Linked DNA regions of Sus scrofa: region 2 is linked to region 1. A link is a contact called in public HiChIP or PLAC-seq data. All regions are on one chromosome and are shown on one strand. Each heading gives the region's core, a stretch centred on a gene start, on an enhancer-like site or on the middle of the called end of the contact. The rest is flanking DNA. Distances are from core to core; before and after follow the strand shown. Region 1 has its middle 15 kb from the start of ZBTB16. Region 2 overlaps ZBTB16 (zinc finger and BTB domain-containing protein 16).

Region 1 (7,542 bases), core at 1,274-3,773:
AAGACAGAGCCTCTGGTCCCTCTGGCTGGGCTGGTTGCACAGAGGCTTTCAGGCCAGGTACCCAAGGCCACCAAAGCTCAGCGACTGCTTGACACCCGAAAACCTGCCCTGACTCCAAATCACAAAGGGAAAATGACAGACTTTAAATGTTTTAAAATGTCTATTTAAATAACAACAAAAGGATAGGCCTTAACCACAGCTTGCCTCTCAGGTAGAGTTTTGCACAAATGCTGTTTCCAAGGGGACCATGCATATTCTGATGTCCTAAGGAGGAGAGGCCAGAGGCCACCCCTACCCCCACCGCCAAAACCTTCTCCCGCATCTGTCAACACTGTCAGCTGCCCAGGCTCCGAGGATAGAAACCGAAGGAAGCAAAGAGAGCCAGAGTAGACGTCAGGAGTCCTGCTCCGAGCCAGCCCCTGACAGCCACTTTCAGTTTTCCTGCCTGCAGAAGGGGGGCATATATTTGTCCTAACTCCCCCATTGTCATCAGGCTCAACTAAAACCATCTTTTGAAAATCGTAAAGTCCCATGGTCAAGCCAAAGAGCCTGGATTGTAAAGAATGATAATCTCTCAAAATGGAAGGTACAGGTTCAAATCAGAGCAAGGAACATCTAAACAATTTTCCTGTGTGAAAAAGAATTCCCAGTGTCTTAGGTAATTCTGTGCTCTCCCAGATTTTGGGGTGGGGGGCGGTCTCAGATTTCATAAAGATAATGATTAACACATAGCACCTCAGAGTCCTTATCCCATTCATCTGTCCTAACTGGCTTATAAAATGAGGAATATCTCTGCTAGTTGCCGTCACAGATGCAATGTAACTGACATGCAGAGAGGTGAAGCGATTTGTTTCGGGTCCCTCAGATATAAGAGCTACAGGTTGTAAGGCCAACCTAGACACCAGCCCTCACCAGCTGTTTGATCTTGGGCTACTTATCTAACTCTCTAAGCCTCAACGTCTTATTTGGAAATGGGTATAATAGGAACCACCTTTATGATGGGTAGAGAGCAGCCCTACCTAAGAGATTAAATGAGACAAGGCTTAAAAAATGACCTGGCCCAATTGCTACAGAGTTAGTGCTCCGCAAAGGTAGGCATTGTTCTTCTTGATTATTATTGTATTATTATTATCGTTGTTATTATCCAGCGTGCATGGATAATAATCACTAACTTTCTTCTCTAAGCTTCTCCCAAACCCACACATACATCAACTTTCTTTCCAGGGAAAAAGATCTCAGCGCTGAGCTCCTTGGGGAGACAGGGCCAAAATGTCAGCCTGACTTTGGATTGAGTCTCAAGATCATGAAAAGAAGACAGAAAAGTTAGACACGGAGGAGGGAGGAAAACAAACATGAGAACTTAGAAACCAGGGTGGGGGGAGCCGGGCAGAAGGCTGGGCTCTGAGGTGCCCGCCTATTCCGGCTGCAAACCAGTGAAACACCCCTGACCCTGGCAGCTTGGGAAGCTGGACGCCAAAGAGAAAAGTCTAAAAATAAGCCCTGGGTGAACCAGGGAGGTTCCAGGCCACCTGGGAGCCTGGTTTCGCTTTGTTGCCAACAGCTTGGATCCTCATTGTTACAGCAAAATATAAAGTTAGCTCAGGAGTTCCCGCTGTGGCTCGCCGGTCATGAACCCGACTAGTATCCACGAGGATGTGGGTTTGATCCCTGGCCTCGCTCAGTGTGTTCAAGTCCCAGTCTGTGTTCTGGACTAGTGCTGTCAGTTTCAGGTGGGTTAGGGATCTGGCATTGCCATGAGCTGTGGTGTAGGTCTCAGACGTGGCTTGGATCTGGCATGGCTGTGGCTGTGGTGTAGGCCAGCAACTGTAGCTCCCATTCAACCCCTAGCCTGGGAAACTCCAGATGCCTCAGGTTCAGCCCTAAAAAGCAAAAAAAAAAAAAAAAAAGTTCAAAGGCTAGAGTCACACTTAGCCAGGTGATGAAGTCACATTGCCCAGGCTGAGTGTAGGAGGGAACCTTCCCCACACAGAGCTGTCACTGCAGAGAATGTGAGAAGGGGCCCTGGGAGGCCCTGACTGCTGGCTTGATTGCTCTCACCTCCTAGGTCGGGTACCTTCTGGCCACCAGCGGAGACTGGGTTCACATCAGCGTTACTCCAGATCTGGAACATCTTGTGTGTAAGTGGCCTTGGAGTTAGGCTTGGAAGGGTAAATGATTTTGCCCAGACAGACAGGGAGGGGGGCCCCAGGGCAGAAGACACAGCCTGCCTAAAGCCTCAGAAGCGTGACAAGACTTTGGAGACAGAATGCTGCCAATGTGTAAAGTGTCGTAAAGAACAGCCATGTGTTTAGGCCTTAAAAAAATGTAGGCATGAGAAGGGGCACTGACGTGGGGGGAGTGACAGATCGATCCTTTAGAAAAATAATTTCAGTGGCCACTTGGAGGGCACGTTGCCAAGAAGTGGCTAGAGCTAGTTGGCAAAGCGAGTCAAATGCTTCCCGAGAGCAATCCACCATCTAGTCATGTTGATGATCTTTCTAAAAAAAGAAGTATCATATGACACGAGAGAAAAGGACAGAGAACTTGCAGAAAGCTCCAAGGAGCAGGGCCAGGACCAGGTGAGGCGAGCATGGGGCTGGGCTCTGAGATTTAACAAGGCATTTCTCCAAATCACCCCAGAACCCAGCAGTGATGCTTCCTTAAGCTCTGCACCTGCTTTCTGTGCCTCATCTGCCTCCCTCTGGAGCTGGGTCCGCTAAGGAGCCTGTTATCACTGGCGCCGTGTGTAGGTGGGCGCTCGCCATCTCTCCATGGGGGCAGGTATGGGAGCCAGGCAGCTTGGGTTCCTCTGAACAAGTTTAAATGCAGAGGCAAGAGCACCAACTGGATCCAGTTTTGACTTTAGACTCGACAATCTCAGCCACGTCGTTGAACCTTGGGTGCCTGGGTCCTCATTGATGAAATGGTAAAATGAGGGGAAAGTATTGGGGACAGTGCTGCCCGAACTCCAGGCATGGTCCCCCATCCCGCCTTCTCCCTGGCGGGCACAGAGAGTGGGGACATCATGTGGAGGTGTCTTTTGGAAGCCCTATCAGGAAAAAGAACTGTGCGATCGGCCCAGCTACCTCAGAGCCTGTGGAAGAACCTACTCCTGCTTCTTCCCCGGCTGTGAATTATCTAGGCCTGAACCGCTCATTCTCAACAACAGGCTGCCTGTTTGTTTAAAAAAGTCTTCCTGGGGAGAGAAAAAAAAAAAAAACCCAGCACATTTCTTGTTTTGCTCTTTCACTCTTGGAACAAATATTTCTTAGGAGCCTACTGTGTGCCAGCCTGGTCCTGGTGCTCCCAATACAACCTCCTGAAAGGGCCCAGGCCCCTGCCCTCAGGAAGCTTACCTTAAGTCGGAGGGAGCTGTAGGGAGGCTCTGGGGGTAGCCAGGAAATAAACAAGCAGTCCTATAAACAAAGGAGGCAATTTCCGGTACTAGCAAGTGCTATGAAAACAAAAATGCAGGGCAGAGGGCCCCCCAGGGGCAGGAGGCAGCTCCTGATAAGGCATCTGTAGGAAGGATTTCTCTGCAGAAGGGTTGTTTGAGTTCTTAAGGTAGAAACAAGTGTATGGTGGGATGGGAGGAAGGTTTTCGGGGGAGGGTGGGAGTCTGGGATCCATCAAGTGCCAAGGCCCTGAGGTGGGAACCAGCAACCTTGGGTTGGGGCATGATTTCTGAACGAGAGAGGAGAAAATGTGTTTCTAGACCTGATGCAAAGCAGCCTATCTGTATTTATATCTCTATCTAATGCTCCATCGCCCTCTCTGTACCAAGGACACCTTATTTGGGTCACAGTGGAACACTGACTGCACTACAGCTGCCCTGCCCCCTCCCCCTGCTCCTTCCTCTATGACCTGGCTAAGCTTCACCACTGATATCTGCTTTCCTCTCTAGAACCACAGACAGCCATCATCGACAGAAGAAGCACTTACCATTTCCTGCCCAGGCTGAAGCCCAGCTGCCCTCTTCTGGGTCGTCTGCTCCTGTGTGGAGGGAGACGGTGCCCGAACGCCTGGGTTCCTCCTGGTGGGAATCAGGGTTACGATGAAGAGAGACCATGTCCCTTCCACACACCTGCTTCATACCTTCTCTCCGTCCAAACGTGCTGGGACCGAGTTTCAGGGGGTGCGATGGAGTTCGCAGAGTGCTAAAGGATTTCATAGCTAGAGTCGTCGGCTTGGCAACAAGCCTAGTCCGATACTTTCATGTGATCCTCGAAAAACTGAGGCCCCGAGGAGGGGAAGCGACTTGCTCAGAGTCAGGCAGTAAGTTAGGGACAGGTCTTAAGGCTCTTCTCAAAGAACGGAGCAAGGACTTTAAAATGTTCAGAGACTGGAGTTCCCATTGTGGCTCAGTGGGTTAAGAACCTGACATAATATCCATGAGGATGTGGGTTCGATCCTTGACCGAGCTCGGTGGGTTAAGGATCTGGCATTGCCGTAGGCTGCAGTGTAGGTCATACCTGCACCTCCGACCTGGCATGGCTGTGGTGTAGGCTGGCAGCTGCAGCTCCGATTGGACTCCAAGCCTAGGACTTCCATGTGCCACAGGTGAGGCTGTAAAAAAAAGAAAAGGTCAGAGACAGGTTCCATGTAATAGCACCGTTCTTGCAGAGGAGGACTTAGAAACACGGAGAGGTTAAGTGACCTGCCCAGGGTTACACAGGAAGCATTTGTCCAAGCCGGCCTTGAATCCAGGTCTTCTGACTGGAAGTCAGTGTTCTTATAATTTCACCTTGCTCTCTCCAATCTGCCTAACAGAAAATCAGCAGGTAAACATTTCAGGATGTTCCAAGGAGATATTAGGGAAGAAAAAAATATCACCATCCTTCATGATTACTTTTTTCCCCTTTTTATTGAAGGCGCTCAATAGGCAGTAAACTCAAAAGAAGGAAAATTCTCTTTCTGGGAAGATAGGCTACACAGTCTTTGAAAAGAGCTTCCACACTGTCAAATATTGGTGCAGTTTATTTGAGTGCTTCTTGAAAGGAGCTCCTACAGAGTGAGACTTTAATAAACCAGAGAAATCCAAGTCTCGCCGTAGACTCTGCAGTCAATTTATAGTCTTTCTTGCTTTTCACCAAATTTCTCTTCCTGGTAGTATTTTTGGCATTTTAATTTTAGACATGGGTGAGGGAGTGGTACAGGATTTTTTTTTTTTTTAAACTGAAGTCTAACATATATATCTCATGCATCATATGTGATTGAACCTATCTGGGCCTCTCACACAGAGCATAGGCGATGGCCCTTAAAAGAAAAGGCTGGGCGGGGTGCAGGCCTCCTCAGCAGGCTTACCGGCCACTTTCCTCCTAAGGCAGAGGGGTATCCAGGAAAAAGGCGCTTTGGGGAATCCAATAGACCTAGTTTTATATCCCAGCTCTGTCCCTGACGAACGGCGGGATCGTGGCCAAACTCTTTAACTTCTTTGAGGCTGCAGAAACCTTAGGTATTCTCATGACATAGAGGAGGAAACTGAGACTTGAGTCAGGAAATGGGCCAAATTTCACATCACTTCTCGGGGACAATCTGGGTTTGAGACCCATGTAGTCTGATTCCAGAGCCCAGATGACGGGGCACACTGCTTCTTCTTCACAGGGTTGTCACCTGTACTAAACCCCAAAGGAACACAGTCATGGGTCGCCGATATAGGAATCATGACTATCAAAGAGCAGTAACAATGTGAAATTAAATTTAAATGAAATTAAATTTCAGAAAGGATATATTTGTGTGTACATATATGTATACGCACACATAGATTTAGCTAGAAAAGGCATCTCCAAATGTGTATCACATGCTTTTCATGGGCCGTACTTCTTACCATCACATGATTAGTATTGCTGGTTATGAGCTGCAGGAAAATCTCTGCCTCACTGCTCTCCAGTCCAACTAATTCTGACCCCAAATTTTCTTTTCCAGCTTCATCACCTTCTTGAGCTTGTTTTGCAAATGAAAGCTTCCCTCTATGGGCAAGATATGTCATAACCAAAGACTTTGAAAAGATGACCGCTACGAATCCTGGTGAAGTGGGAACTGCTGCTAATCTGACTTACATGTGAAGAAACTGAAACAAAGAGACTTTGAAGGTCATTTCATAAGATTTCCAAGAGGACTGAATGGCTTCAATGACATTCTCCTGATGGGCCCCCAAATGGCTCTGGTCCCAAGTCCTGGCTCTGACGGACTCTATGGCTTTAGGAACATTGCTCTGCTTCCTCTCTTGTAAAATGGTGAGATTGGACTAGATGATGGTTCATTTTGTTCTGTTTGTTTGCTTTTTTTTTTTTTTTTTGCTGAGGCATGCAGTGGCATGATGTGGGATCTCAGTTCCCAGACCAAGGATTAAATCTAGGCTACAGCAGTAAAAGTGCTGAATCCTAACTACTAGACTGCCAGGGAACTCCCACTAGATGATGTTCTAAATCCCTTTCAGACCTGAGTGTATCGGGCATTTTGAAGCAGGTAACCAGGGTTTGGTTGTCTAAGGTCTAGTATGCTCACAAAAAGTTAACTTCTTGCCTTTTAGTCATGCCTAATGCATATGAGTGGGTGGGAGAACGTGGCAGGACCTCATTTGGAAATAAATGCAACAGCTCCACCCATTCTTCATATCAATCCATGGGCTCATTTCCCCCTTCAGCCTAGAGAGTTCACAGGGTGTGAAAGGAAAAGGGGAGGCACCACCTTCTTACAACCAGCGCGTCCAGGGTCTTTTAACCACTTCCTGGGCTCCATTCGCTTGGTTCCTGCCATCTTACATTGGCACCATGAATATGTCTGTAAATTCTATCACTACAAAGGATGCTCTTTGGTAAAAAAAGCTCCTCCTCAACGCTTCTTTTTTTTTTTTTTTTTTGGTCTTTTCACCTTTTCTAGGGCTGCTCCCATGGCATATGGAGGTTCCCAGGCTTGGGGTCTAATCAGAACTGCAGCCACCAGCCTACACCAGAGCCACCGCAACAAGGGATCCGAGCCGTGTCTGAGATCTACACCGAAGCTCATGGCAACGCCGGATCCTTAACCCACTGAGCAAGATCAGGGATCGAACCTGCAACCTCATGGTTCCTAGTCGGATTCGTTAACCACTGAGCCACGACGGGAACTCCCGCTTCCTCTTCTATTTCCCCAGTGGGTCATGCTGGACAATTTCTTTTCATCATTTGCAGGGAATTGTGAAAACACACAGGCCATGGGAAAAGCCCATTCACAGACCTGCACTCTTGCTCCCTAGCAAGTGGCTGGGGGTCTCCATGTTCAATCCCCAAGAAACAGAGTTCCCCACCCCACCTACTTCTCCTACTTCCAATGGCCTGGTGGTTAGACTGGAAAAACTCAGTGGTTTACCATCCTGCCTCGGTTGGCCTCCTTCCCTGCTGCTGCTGAAGGGGACTCTGCCACCAAGAATGGAAATTGACCCAAAGGGGAGGAACGCATGGTAGCAATTCCAAGCTTGGCATTTGGAAGCCGGCTGCCTCCTCCTCTTAGTTGTGTGGCCAAAGGGAGGCTGCTTTCTCTCTCTGTCTTAGTTTCTTTAGC
Region 2 (7,542 bases), core at 2,325-4,824, 170 kb after region 1:
GTGTGTTAGTTGGTGTTGGGGTTGCGGGGAGCGGTTGTCTGAACCATTCTTGGGTCCCTGGACCCTTTGCTGTTGGCCACTCAATAAATATTTGTTACGTGGTTAACCAAAAGCAGTAAGAAGCAGGAAAGGGGAATCTGTTCTTGTCTGAAGTCAGATTTTTGCTCGTCATTTACCAGCCATATGGCCTTGGAGAAGTCACTCAACTTGCACAAGTCTCAGACTTCTTACCTGAAAAATGAGAACTCCATTCTTGCCCCATGTACCCCAAAGCTGGATGTGAGGAGGACCAGAAGAATCTTAGAAAGCAGTAGTGTCCTTGTAAGGTGAAAAGCACAATCCAGAGTTAAGGTATTGTTACAATTGTGACATCTCTCGAGACATTTGGGGGCTTTGACCCCTGCTCTTCATATACCCAGTCTGTGCCCTTCTGCACCCCCTCACCTCATCACAGCCCCTTCCTCCCTTGGCTTCCTCTGTTGCATCTGCCATGCTGTCCTCTGAATATGAATTCTGTATGAAAACAAGTCAAATGCTATTATATATTTTAAATTACAGAGAAAAGAATGAGGGAAGCAGGCTGGTCCATCCAATAATTACATATTCAGTGTAACACGAGGGGCAGACATTAGAGGGAGAGCTGTCCTAGGATTTTTGACTGAATATGATCCGAATAGGTCAGGGAGACAGGTCCCACATGAAAGCATTCCAGATCTATAATTTCCAGTGTGGAGAAAGTTCTAGAAGGAGCTTGAACAGTGTCATTTCTTCCTCATTCATCGCACGGGATTTGAGCACCAACCAGGAGATAGCCAAGGATAGCCAGCCTCGCCTACCCGGCTGCCACCCCCAGGAGCTCACAGACAAGGGGAGAGCTGTGACAGGCGTGCTCAGGAGCAGGAAGGGTGCCCCTGAGGAGGGCGATGGCTTGGAGGCAGCAGGGGACCCTCAGACTGAGCTTCCATCCCATCCTGCTTGAGGGTGAATTTATTCTGCAGGGCTGGTGACGGAGCTGCTCCCCACGTCTTGTGGGATAAGCCTGCGTGTTTGCGTGTGGAGGCTGCTCCTAATCCCTCCTTTCTTGGTCTCCTGTGTATGAGGCTGGGTCTGGCGTTTGTGGAGGGAGGAAGGATAGAAAAGGGCAGGCGGGAGACCCCGGTGCCTGGACGCGGAGCCTCCGCATTCCGGGACCCCCCGGAGGCCCCTCTCCCTGGACCCCTCAGCTGGAGAAGGCCATTGTGCTCCGTCCTGGCCTCTGACCCCGAGGCTCTGGGAAGCAGCAGGTTGCTGACACTTGGACAATCATTTCTTGCAGGACCACTGCCTCCCTCGGGAGCGCCCCTCTCTGCCTTGGGGTGGTGACTGCTCCCCCATCCAGGAAGGGGGGTGGTGAAAGAGGGACATTAGCTCCAGTCGGAGGGGGGTGTCTCCATGGCAGGACCCCCCCCACACACACACACACAGCTCCTCCAGTCATGTTCACATACTTTGCTCTCTCACCTGCTGGTTCAGAAGCACCCCCTTCCCAGGGGAAGCTCTGGGAAAATGAACCCAAGAAACGCGTTTCCGGCCCAAATTCCTGCTGGCCTTCTGGCTGTGGGTCTCCCGCTGGCGGGGCAACCCTGGGTTTCTTCCTGGAGGATGACTGCCTCCTTCAGTCTCAGCAACAAAGGCTATTTTTAGCCCCAGAATTGCTGCTTATTAGAAGCAAGATGCTGGGCAAGTTCACTTGCCCTTTGAGAAAGTGAGTTTCTATACTGGTAGAAAGGGGTCCCCCAAACCTGCTTATCTAACGGGCCTGCTGTGAAGCTCAGTGAAATAATTCGTGAGAAGCACTCTGCAGCCCGTACGAGCAAACACACGGTGGCTTATTATGGCTTCTCAGAACCACAGTTTTCCAGTCATTTACATGTGTGTATGATTCTTCCAGTTTCTGTGTGTGTGTTTGGGAGGGGGGTGCTTCCCGAGCATTTCCCCCCACTTCTTTCTAGGGCATCTCAGGAAGCATTATTCAGAAGGGGGTGGGGCTGGACAGAGGACTCTTGCATTTTCTAAAGTGCCACTTTGCATTCCTTTCACCTCGGTCTTAATAATAAATAACTCTGACCGTGCGGCCAGGACCTGGGATGCTCTGCCCAGATGAATGCAAGAATGTGTCTCCAGCAGCCAGGGGTCCCATTCAGGGGGCTTGGTCAGTACCATTTCTCCAGCCATGAGAAAAGCCCTCTTGCTAAGCTATAGAAAAAAAAAAAATCTCCCTTGTGCTTTAATTCTGGAAGAAGCGGATTAGTGTGGCCATATTTAACCTTTGACCCTGACACAAAAGCATTATCAAAATTAGTTACCAAGAGGCTCTGTCTTCCTTTCCCTGCCCCCACGTCCCCCTTTGCTGAGGCCGGTTTAGGACCTTGGTAAAACTCTTCTGAGCAGGCGCAAAGGTTCAGAAGACCATTGTTGCCTTAGAGACATCCGGGCCCGGCGCTGGATCTCTGCGCTCTCGGGGTCCAAGGTGGGCTAAAGGGCAGGGCTGAGACTCTTGCACTAGAGTGGGGGTTAGAATTTATGGTCTGGAGTTAAAGACTCGCTTTTTCTCCTCTAGAACCAACCTAGTTTTTGGCTCTCTTGGAAACTGGACACTCTTCTGATGATGTATTGATTTTTAGGCCTACATTCACAGAACTTTTTTTTTTTTTTTTTTTTGCTTTTTAGGGCTGTACCCTCGGCATACGGAGGTTCCCAGGTTAGGGGTCCCATCAGAGCTACAGCTGCCGGCCTATGCCACAGCCACAGCCACATCAGGTCTGAGCCGCATCTGTGACCTACACCACAGTCCATGGCAATGCTAGATCCTTAACCCACTGAGCAAGGCCAGGGATCGAACCTGCAACCTCATGGTTCCTAGCTGGATTTGTTTCTGCTGCACCACTGCAGGAACTCCTCATCAGAACTTTTTGAATGTTTCCTTCCCTCTGGCTCCTGTATGATCTGAAAGTACCGGTTGATCTAAAGCATGGAATTTCAGCATTTTCCCCTTCTAGGCAGACATCCGTGGACTTGGAGGATAGAGTGGAGGGGGTATCTGGACTGAGTCATTTCTCTGGGTTTAAATCCCTCCCTGTCATTTAGTCCCCTGGCTGTTTGGACAGTTTATTTGAACTGAGCCCCAGTTTCCTCATCTGCAAAATGGGTGCAGTCGTGATAGTGCCCACCTCCCAGAGTTATTTTTGAAGATAGACACTAAGATTCGGGTGAACTGGTAGATTCTCCTAGAATGGCATGTGGCCCTTAAGAGCATCAGTGCACTCACCAAGTGCTTAGCGACGGTCATTCCTGTTGTCATCCGTGTCCTCACTGCTTCTTCACTACCGCCAGGTCCTGCCTGGCTCCCGCAGCCCTGCCCACACCCCTCCCTACCATCCCCAGCACCTTGGGCGTTTCTGGCTGACCTGCCCTCTTTCTGCCTCCTCTAGCTTAGCTTTCTTTGGAGTTATTTTCGGAATCCCCTCCCTCTTGGATGGGAGGCGGGTGGCTGAGGCCTGGCTTCATTTCATAGCAGAAGTCCAGCTTGGGAGGGAAAGCACTTTATAAGCTCGCGATGAAAGCTGTAAAACGAGATGGTCAGGGATCTGGCCGGGCCTGGTTCAGGATTACGGCGGCCCCTGGAATGCCGAGGGGGCCCCTCTTAAGAAGCCAGTGTCTATTTACAGTGTATCTCTCATAAACCCCAGCGCTGGGGCGAGGGCAGGGGACTTGCCCTCCTGGCATGTGATTGATTATCTGGTATTTATGCCATTGAGGACTTGTCAGCGGTTCAGGGTCAAAGGGTCATCTCACGTGTCTTGCCGCCAATCCGCCTTCTTTTGTACAGTGTGGACCGGGTGAGCCGTGCACAAAAACAGCTTTTTCTTTGCCTTGGGAAAAGGGGGAGGGGGAGTGTCAATGAAATTTTTTTTCAACCTTTTCTGAATGGTGTCCTTTTAATTCTAAAGAACTTTTAATTAAAAGTAGCAGGAAAATTCATCTTGAGAAGGTTTAACTTACCTTAACAGATACTTTTGTGTCCCGAGAAGCTAGGAGTGACTTTGAAAAAAAAAAAAAGAAGAAAGTAAGTAAGGGTTTTGGTTGGGTCTCTCGCCTTCCCCAGACCGCTTCCAGGATGCCTGGGGTTCCCTAGCACGCCCTGCCCAAGTGTGGCCCCAGCTTGGGAAAGCAAGAGGAAGAGAGGTGTAACGGCCCTAAATACCTGGGAACGGACTTCACTCCCTCTGGTCCAACGTCCTCCTGTTTTAAACGAAGAAACGGAGCCCAGGGTCACATAACTAGCTGGTCGTAGAATCGGGTTCTGTCCTCCTAATCCTCCTTCTGTTGCTCCTTTTAACACGTGGAGCTGTTTCTCGAAGTTTTGGAAGCCGAGTGAAGAGAACTTAATGTACTCTTGTTGCATTTATTTATTTATTTTATTCATTCATTTATTTATTTTTAGCGTTGCACCCGCAGCATATGAAAGTTCCAGGCTAGGGATCAAATCAGAGCTACAGCCGCCAGCCTACACCACAGCCACAGCAACACGGGAGCTGAGCCTCATCTTTGACCCACGCCACAGCTCGCAGCAACACTGGATCCTTAACCCACTGAGCGAGGCCAGGGATTGAACCCACGTCCTCACGGACATTCTGTCGGGTTCTTAACCTGCTGAGTCACAAGGGGAGTTCCCCTGCTGTTGCTTTTAAATCCTGGCTATGGGCAAAGGGGTCAGGGGACACTCCTAGGTCCCTTGGGCTGGAGGGACCCCCTGCTTTAGAACAGGCAGGGTGTGCCCACGTGGCACAGAGGAAATCACTCTGTGCCCCCGTCCTCCCAGAAATCTCCAGAGAGAGGGGCTCCGTGCTCTGCTTGGTAGAAAACGGCAGCACCTCTCCCTCAAAACCTGGTCCCTCTAATCTCAGCTGTCTTTCTGAGCAAGGGACTTGGTTTCCTCCTGCAGGAGCTCCGGAGTGGCCTGAGTGCACGCAGTCTCTCTGCCCATCTCGGGTGAGAGGATCATCCAGAGCTGGGTGTGGACACCTCATCCTGTGTGTGGCACTGCCCTCTAAAATCTTACCCAGGTGACTTCCCTGGTGATGCCCCAGGAGAGGGAAGGGAGACGTTGCTAGGACACTCACGCGAGCTTCTCAGCTCATAGAACAATGGAGGAAACCCAAGCAGAGAAATTCTTTGCCTAGAGTCAGTTATTTGTGGGAGTCATGTGAAACTCATGTTCATGTTTCCTGATTTTGTCCTTCCTGCGTCCCACTTTAAAAAATGCAATAGGGATTTCCCCGGTGGCTCAGTGGGTTAAAGATTTGGCAGTTGTCACTGCTGCACTGCAGGTTCAACCCCTGGCCCAGGAACTTCCACATGCCAAAAATTAAAAAAAAAAATTACCATTAAAAAAAAAATGCAATAGGGGGAGTTCTCGTTGTGGTTCAGCAGAAATGAATCCAACTAGTATCCATGAGGACTCAGGTTCGATCCCTGGCCCCACTCAGTGGGTTAAGGATCTGGTGTTGCTGTGGCTGTGGTGCAGGTCAGCGGCTATAGCTCCAGTTCGACTTCTAGCCTGGAAACTTCCATATGCCGTAGGTGCAGCCCTAAAAAGACGAAAAGTAAAAAATAAAATAAAAAGTGCAAGAGGGAGTTCCCACTGTGGTGTCATGGGTTAATGATCCAAGTTGTCTCTGGCGTGTTGAAGGTTCCATCCCCAGCCTGGTGCAGTGGGTTAAGGAGCTAGTGTTGCTGCAGCTGTAGCACAGGTGGCAGCTGGGGCTCAGATTCAGTCTCTGGCCCGGGAACTTCCATGTGCTGCAGGTTTGGCCAGGAAAATGGAAAAAAGAAAAAGAATAAAAAATTCAACATAGGAGTTTCCTTGTGGCACAGCAGGTCAAGGCTCTAGCATCGTTACTGCAGCGGCTCCAGTTACTGCTGTAGTGAGGGTTTGATCGCTAGTCCTGGAGCTTCAGCATGCTGTGGGTGCAGCCAGGAAAAAAAAAAATCCCTACTGAGAATTGTCTTCTCGGGAACTGCTTCAGACCTCTGAATTCTGTTCTAGTCCCTTCATTCCTCTGTAAGTTACATTGGTGAATGCCAGTTTGGGCTGATGGGGCTCTACCGTGAGGAGGATACTACAGTGTGTGAGGTCTGGTTCTTGCTCATGAGGAGAAATGAGCACTTAGCGAATCATTACAGAATTTCCAGGGTGCCATGCACTGTGCTAATGCTTAACCTCGATCATTTTGCATGGTCCTTATATCAGCTTTTCAAGGTGAACATTCTTGTTTCCAGATGAGGAAGACATGAAAAGCTTTCCTTGGGGTATGTACCTGGTAACCAGTATAACTCAAACTTACTGAACACCTGCTCCAGGCTAGGTAGTACTAAGCCTTTTAAAATACACGGTCTCGGAGTTCCTGTTGTGGTGCCACAGAAACGAATCCAACTAGTACCCCTGAGGATTTGGGTTCAATTCCTGGCTTTGCTCAGTGGGTTGGGGATCTGGCATTGCCGTGAGCTGTGGTGTAGGTCGAAGATCCAGCTCGGATCCAGCGTTGTTGTGGCTGTGGCAGAGGCTGGCAGCTGTAGCTCTGATTTGACTCCTAGCCTTGGAACTTCCACATGCTGCAGGTGTGGCCCTAAAAAGCAAACAAATAAAATAAAATGAATTAAAATAAAATAAATGATCTCCTTGGATCTACATTAAACCCTGTGAAGTAGGCATTGTTATCATCCTGGTTTTACAGAGTCTGAAACGGGCACAGAGGAGTTAGGTCATGTGCCTGAGGTCACACAGCCGTAGGAAGTGGCCAAGTCAGATTTGAGCCGCAGCGACTGACTGCGTTACCACCCTGCCTCTTTAGGTCTCAGAGCTGGGCTGGAACCTAGAGATTCCTGATGCTAATGCTTGTGATACTGTTTTTTTCCCACTATCCAAACATAAATTTACTGGGAGATCCTATAGATATATATAGACGCATATAAATCAACCAGGGACCAGCAAAAGGTCACTGTGTAATCAGATGCCAGCCTGGGTGGTGCATGGAGAGGAATTTAGAGGAGGAATGTGTTAACAAGGACATCCCCGCGTCGTCTGTGGATTCCTACGGGCATTGGGCCTTTCCATCTCCCATCCCCAGACCAATGCAGGGCCGGTACACCTTACCTCTTGGATAAATGCCGGTTCCATTACTAGGAATGATGTAGTGGGGAAGGTGGGCTTAAAATAAATTTGTTTTAGGAACTGATGTGACTAATAACCATCTCCCTGTCATTGCATGCTGCCCACATGCCAGGTACTCTGCTAGGTGTTTCAGTCATGCTGCACTTTAACCCTTGCAACACCCCAAGGCTGTTTTTATCTCCAGAGTACCTGGGGCAGAACAAAGGCTCTGTACCTTGTCTGAGAATTCAGAGTCTTCCCTTCTCCCTGTGCTGTCAAAATCCATTTCCTTTCCCAAGGCCGAGAAAAAGTCACGAGCAAGGGGGGAAATGAGCAGAAGTGAGTGAGGA

Evidence for each region. HiChIP or PLAC-seq counts read pairs in DNA pulled down with a chosen protein or histone mark.
Region 2: an H3K27ac HiChIP or PLAC-seq map of skeletal muscle shows a contact between it and region 1. The contact joins two enhancer-like sites. A contact is called at or near these places in 2 of 5 promoter capture datasets (liver and skeletal muscle), 2 of 47 Hi-C or Micro-C datasets (both in skeletal muscle) and 1 of 2 datasets of contacts at active chromatin or transcription factors (skeletal muscle).

Annotation. Positions count from the first base shown.
Region 1 is chr9:41,620,503-41,628,044 of Sscrofa11.1, forward strand. No RefSeq gene overlaps it. Among named protein-coding and RNA genes, the nearest start is that of ZBTB16, 15 kb to the right of the region's middle. Within about 2 kb of position 2,524, at least 8 of the 83 cell types and tissues checked have an H3K27ac peak or open chromatin away from gene starts, as enhancers often do. A contact at or near this core is called in skeletal muscle, where this site is marked.
Region 2 is chr9:41,788,892-41,796,433 of Sscrofa11.1, forward strand. All of the region lies in intron 4 of ZBTB16 (zinc finger and BTB domain-containing protein 16), which reads left to right. Among named protein-coding and RNA genes, the nearest start is that of NNMT, 78 kb to the right of the region's middle. Within about 2 kb of position 3,575, at least 5 of the 83 cell types and tissues checked have an H3K27ac peak or open chromatin away from gene starts, as enhancers often do. A contact at or near this core is called in skeletal muscle, where this site is marked.